2 separate regions of the Ovis aries genome follow, and region 1 is linked to region 2. Evidence: chromatin contacts called from public Hi-C data. All regions are on one chromosome and are shown on one strand. Each heading gives the region's core, a stretch centred on a gene start, on an enhancer-like site or on the middle of the called end of the contact. The rest is flanking DNA. Distances are from core to core; before and after follow the strand shown. Region 1 overlaps FRMD6 (FERM domain containing 6). Region 2 has its middle 62 kb from the start of FRMD6.

Region 1 (3,098 bases), core at 593-3,092, 100 kb after region 2:
TTTGATAAGATTAATATCACCAGTAATAAGATATACAAGATATACGGTTATTGTGTACTGCTTGATGTCTTCAGTCTGACCCACGCTACTTTTCCAGGTGTAAGTGCTACCACGTCGTCTGGACCCACTTTTTACCTTCCTGCCTTTTACACCTGGCCATCACTCCCCTCCTTCCTGGAATAACTTCTCCCTTTGTCCCTGCTCAGGTTAATCCTGTCCCTTTACCAGGTACCATGCCCATTCTTTCTTTCTCTGCTCTCCATGATGGTCTCTGCAGTTCTCCTTCCTGCAACTCCTGTGTTACTTCCTGTACAGTTATTTCCTACAATACCATTCATTTGGAGATTACATGATGTTTTAGATTGTTAGACTGTGTTTGTGTGTGTTTATGTGAAATCCTCCAACGTGACTTTAAGTCTCTAATTGCAGAGACTAACTGCTTCCTTTGCTTCCATAAATCATGCCAGAAACTCAGTATGTATTCAGTAAATATTTGTTGACCACTTTTAAAAACAAATAACAGCCACCACCATTGAAGTCCTAGGTTTTATTACTTCCTTCCATGTTAAACTTTAATCTTTAAGCGAATTACTTGTCTTTAGGAACTTTTTACATCTAAGCCTTTCAGATAGAAGGATCGACATCATTATACCATATTTATGTAGGACTTGCCATCCACTGGTTTCAGTTCTAAAAGCCACAATTAACCTTCAAATGGTGATGGCAGTAAGAAGACAGAGCTCAGACTTAGGTGATCCTAAAGCCCACTCAACCACCTTTCGTAAATCTTTGTCAACCCAGTGCTGAGCACACTGGCTGGCTCTTAGTAGGCCTTCAGTAAATGTTGTAAAATTTAGCCCGTTGAGGTCACTGAAGAATGCTTGCCTAGAACTGTTTGGGAAGTGGTATGTCCTATAAACAGTGACTATGTCTCCTTTCTCATGTTTGCCTATACTTGGGTTCCATACCTTTTAGCAGCTCTCTTGATTTTTCCTCATTGTAACCCAGTGATGAAGAGAGTACCCTTCAGAGGAATTGCAATGCCACGTGACCAAAGCCAAGCCCCACTTCAGTTTCTATTGGGCTTCAAGAAGCGCAGGAATTTGTTCTGGGAAAGGGCAGGTTGGTGGTGGGGAATTGCTCTACTTAAGAATCTTTGGCAATTACTTAGCAGGGTTACAGGAGTTATTTCTCAAGGTGGTTTGACTTACAGAAAAGTTGTCTTAAAAAAAAATGCTGGGTAAAAACACGTTCCACATTGCATTTGTATGAGTTGCCCTGAATGCCATAAACTTATTTTTCCTGAGGCTGTTAGCTCAGAGCCTGAGTAACACACTGGGATTTTATGGGAGCCAAATGCAGGGAGCTCATGGCTGCCTCTGTCTGCATACTGCCTGACCTCCTGCTCAGTCTCACCACATGCTGGTGATCTTCAACCCATTCACCACAGTGGAAACCTTGAAGTAATCATCTTCAGATATTTCTACCCTTTTTGTCGTACCTACTACGCCCATCTTTAAAAAAAAAAAAAAAAAGAACATCCTCTTGAGCTATATCTGTAAATGTCACGGTCTCAAAATGAGGATGTTGCCAGGTTCTCAGGCCCAGGGTTCCTGCTCTTTCCTAGGCTGCCATGCATCTCCTCTGTGCCATGTCCAGAAAGCATCTTCTGGGTCCTAGCAGAGGCTGTGCCTCATGTCGCTGTACACTGATCGGCTCCCCCCATTTCCAATGTTCACTGCAGGAGACTTTCCTCAGTGCAGATCCCTTGATCTCTCTCAGTGGCAGTGAGACCCACAGGAGGAGGGCATTCTGAGGACCAGCAGAATTGCTGCTCCTGGGAGGGTGGGGAGAGAACTTAATTTGAAGTCTTGGATTGACTGTTGGTGTGCTCGGGTGAGGCAACACTGCTAGCTCCTTGCACAACCAAGGAGGCAGTCAGTGGAGGGTGGGGGCACACAGAGAACTCACCCCATTCCTGTCTGCCTGCACAGACTTGTTCACACAGTTCGAATGGCTGTAGATCAGTTCATCCTGAAGGCTACTGTTATTTTTCCCCTGAACCACATGCTTAAACCAACTTCTTCCACATAAACAGCCATTACACATTTAATATCACAACTGAAGGAAGGGGGGATTTTCTCCTACCCACCAGCAGTGTGTGATTCAGTCATCAGTACATAAATGTCAGTCACAACAGTGCCAGATGGTTGGACGGTGAGCTGTTTCTTGTGATGGTTGGACTTTCATTGGAAAAGTACCCAGAGCCTGACTACAGGGAGTTCCTTCCCTGGGGGACCATTGAGATGCTTGCTTTTTAAAACCTTCTTCCTACTTTTCCCATTTTGAATACCTGTCAGGTCTATGTAAATATCACCATCTCTCTCTTCTCTGCCCAGACAGCAGTCACTTTACTTAGCTTTTCCTTCTAAAATATTTTACTTAAAGGGGTTGTCAGTATCACTATGCTTCCCCGGAAACTGGGGATTAAAATTCTCAGCCTTCCAGAACGGGTGAATACTTGCTTTGTCATGAGAAAAATCAATATCTGCCGCCACAGGAAGCAGGGCAGGGAGCAACTGGACAAAGCCCTGCTCTTCAGCTGAGTAGCAGGGTCACTTACATGACCCGAAAGGTTATGCTTTCCTGCTTGTTTTACAAAAAACTAATGAACTGGGCAGAGGAACAGGAGCCCAGATAAGACAAGAAGTGTGTGCCAGGTACTCTCCAGTGGAGAGCACGGCCCTGGGAGCAGCCACTCGGCTGGATGCAGTCCTGCCGACCCAGGGGGAGCCTCCTGAGGAAATGAAGTTCCCACTTCGGGGAAAGGAAGCGCAGTGGACAGTCATCCACAGGCTGTGGAAACCCAGCCTTTCCCCACCCTGCATGACCTGAACAGTTTTTAGACATTCTGGGCAGTTCTCTCTTCCGAGGCTCAGGGAGCTGCAAGGACATTTTGAGCTTGTTCTGTCATTTTTGATTAAAGCAGGGAAACACAGTACCTTCTGGCCTTGCAGAGCCTGAAAAGGTCTAGTATATCCACATTTCAAACCCCACTTAAAAAAAAGTTGAGATACTTTTAAATTTATTTATTTTAT
Region 2 (2,930 bases), core at 92-2,591:
GTAGAATAGTAACTATCAATAGGGAGAGATTATTTTCATGAGAAACATGCTACTCATTAATCTACTTTTGATCACCACTGACTCAGTCTAGGTCTACACCCAATACCCAGAGGTGAAAAGCTTTGTGTCTACATCACTAGCACATCCACAGGCACTTAACTTCCTGAGTAAGTGTGACAATCTTAAATGCATAAAGTTCAAGAAGAAAGAAAAAATGAAGTAGAGCATCCATTCTTTCATCCCATAAAATTCTGTAGACTCTTTGTCCTCCATGTGATTATGCTAGTCCAAAGACACTGTGCCATGGGCTCTTCCTGTGGAATGAGAGATACAGTAATGAAATTCAAGTAAGTTGGATTTACAGTTTGGCAACAAATCCCTTTGAGTCTTTAGAACTTATCCACCTCAACTTAGTAACATGTTAAAAGCAGAAAGAAAGCCCTCTTTGTGTGGAAAACTGAAATATGCTCCATCCCAGGACTATAAATATAGTCACTCACTTCCTCCAGCTCCAGTTAAGCCTTGCTGACCTTTCCCAAAGTGTTCTTTCTCGGCTTCCAATTAATGGCAGAGGATCTAACCCACTGCTGTTAACAATACACAGTACAGTTGTCTGGAAAGATGAATAGTGGTAGCTTCATGCAAAGTGAAACAGTTCCTTCAATTCCTTCTTTTTTAAAATTCAGACATAACCTTGTGTAGAAGTTCATGTATTCCTAGTAGTTAAAGTCAGACTTTTTACATACCACAGGGAATCATCTAAAGAACATATCCCCACCCCATACCCACCCCCCGCCCACCCCATACCCACCCCCCGCCCACCCCAGTAAATCAAACCAAAGGGACTCTCCAGGAAGAATATTTCTCTCATCTTTTTCTCTGGACAGAAAGCAGCAGTACAAAACATGAACTGCATGGTGCTTGCTTCCCTTGGGTGGCAGCTGCTAGAATGCAACATTGCCATTTGTATTCAAGGGACCTTTTATTCCCAACTGCTTGAGCCAAGCCACAGGACTTGCAAGAATGCTTGGGATGCTTCCTGTGAACTCAGAACACAAAGGCTCTGTGGTGTGGCTGTGAAATAGGAACCACTAAAGAGAGAAGAGATTAAAAGAACTTTTATTATGCTTGTAAGGCCATTGCTATTCATGTACAGAGTATGTTGTGTGTACAGAAGATAGCTCATGTGATTAAGAGGAGATATATATATGTACATATATATAAAATGTCTTTTTCTGGAGACAATTGAAGTTATTGTTTTCAATGTCTAGCCGAAGAGTGTTGGAATGACTCAGTGGGCACTGAGCCATTATACCTATGATTGACCAAGTTCAACAAGGGAATCATAGAATTAAAGGAGCCTGTGTTTTTCTTATTAATGGTTAAACCATGGCCCCTGATAAGAGCTCTTCAGAGTTTACAAATAGGAAAATGGTCACTCCAGCTAGAAATTATTCCAAAACAGACTCCCTGTTTCACATAATATTGAGCAATTTTGGTATGTCAGGGGCTCTGATAGAAGTTGTTTCCTAGGAAACATTCAAATTGATAAGTTTCCAAGTCATTCTGTCTCTTTTCAAAGGGCTGTGAAAAGGTCACCAGTAATACCACGTGGTACAAAAAGTGAAAGGTGTGGAATATTTTCATTTACATCAAAGTCAGAGAAACCATCACACATTGTAAAGTTCTTTGAGATGACTAATGCCTGAAGTTATAGCTTCTCTTTCATTAACCAAGGCTGTAGTGAAAAGTGAACTTGGGTTTATCGTTCATGGTCCTTAGCTGAAACATCATAGATTTAGGAGTTTAGAAATATAGCTATGATACAAACAAGACCTTGAATTTCACCTGAAGTCAGTGATAGACTCTGTTAGCTACTTTTCCCCTTACCTACATTTCCCAAATTATAGATACATTTAAGAGGAGTTTGGGGTAATGGGGACCCTGAGGATAGATTAATTTTTCTTCAGTGTCATCTAACTGAAAAATAGTGGTCATATGCAAGTAGAATGGTCTTTAGGTGTCAGGTTAGAGTTCTTGGTGAGATTGCTTATGTGGAAAGGAAATGCCTCTTGAACACACCCTCTTTGTGAGGGTGCTTTTAAGCTGTGTGATCTGAATAAGATTTGTACTACAGTGCTCCCCTTCCAGGTCTGGAGACTATCAGCAAAATAAGATTTGCTTGTTTAATTTTATAATAGTTCTAAATAAGAGCAACAACAGCAACAATCTTAATTTAGAGAATCAAAAGTAGACAAGAAATTAGCAAAAAGGATTGAAATTGAGTAATGGCACTGTTATTCAAATTGATCCAGTTTTTACTGATGCAGTATTGAAAAGAGAGTAGCAGAAATGCTGCCTTTGGTAAAGGTTTGGGTTTAGAGGCTAAAACCCAGCTTCCTTTCCAGCTTGACCACATACACAGAGATGGTGCCTCAGGTGTGGATCCCAAGGCTGTTAAAAGGAAACCCGTGATTTATGTTTGCTTTTTTTTCCCCTTCCTGAAGAGCTTTTAAGTGTGATTAATTTGAATGTAACTCAGAAAAATTCCCTTTTCCTTTTGCAGACAGAAAGGTAGAGGAATTCATGATGAGCTGGAAATAATTTCATCAGTCATGAGGTCATTCTCCTGCTTAGACCTTTGCAAATGATGAGTTGAATGACCTTTCCCAGCATGAAACATGAGAACTAAGACCTGGAACTCAAAGACATCCAGGGCTCATGTTAATTGTTAACTTCATGATTTCCAAACACAGGGCTTATTCTTAAGCATCTCAAAAAACAGTTTTTTATTGACAAAAGAGATGTAAAAATAACACGGCCTTGGATATACAGATCATTGAGCCTGGTCAGGGCACCTATTGAACTATAGAATCAAGGACTTAGTCAGTCTCTGGGAGGACTTGAATTCTATTTCCCAGGCGTGCTGG

The links. Hi-C and Micro-C count contacts between places; a contact is called where the count stands out from the background.
Region 1: a contact with region 2 is called in a Hi-C map of liver, with 2.9 times the contacts expected there. The contact joins two enhancer-like sites. A contact is called at or near these places in 2 of 16 Hi-C or Micro-C datasets (liver and mixed tissues).

Annotation. Positions count from the first base shown.
Region 1 is chr7:42,579,604-42,582,701 of ARS-UI_Ramb_v3.0, forward strand. The region is part of intron 2 of FRMD6 (FERM domain containing 6); the gene reads left to right. Among named protein-coding and RNA genes, the nearest start is that of FRMD6, 39 kb to the left of the region's middle. Within about 2 kb of position 1,843, at least 9 of the 54 cell types and tissues checked have an H3K27ac peak or open chromatin away from gene starts, as enhancers often do. A contact at or near this core is called in liver, where this site is marked.
Region 2 is chr7:42,478,815-42,481,744 of ARS-UI_Ramb_v3.0, forward strand. No RefSeq gene overlaps it. Among named protein-coding and RNA genes, the nearest start is that of FRMD6, 62 kb to the right of the region's middle. Within about 2 kb of position 1,342, at least 3 of the 54 cell types and tissues checked have an H3K27ac peak or open chromatin away from gene starts, as enhancers often do. A contact at or near this core is called in liver, where this site is marked.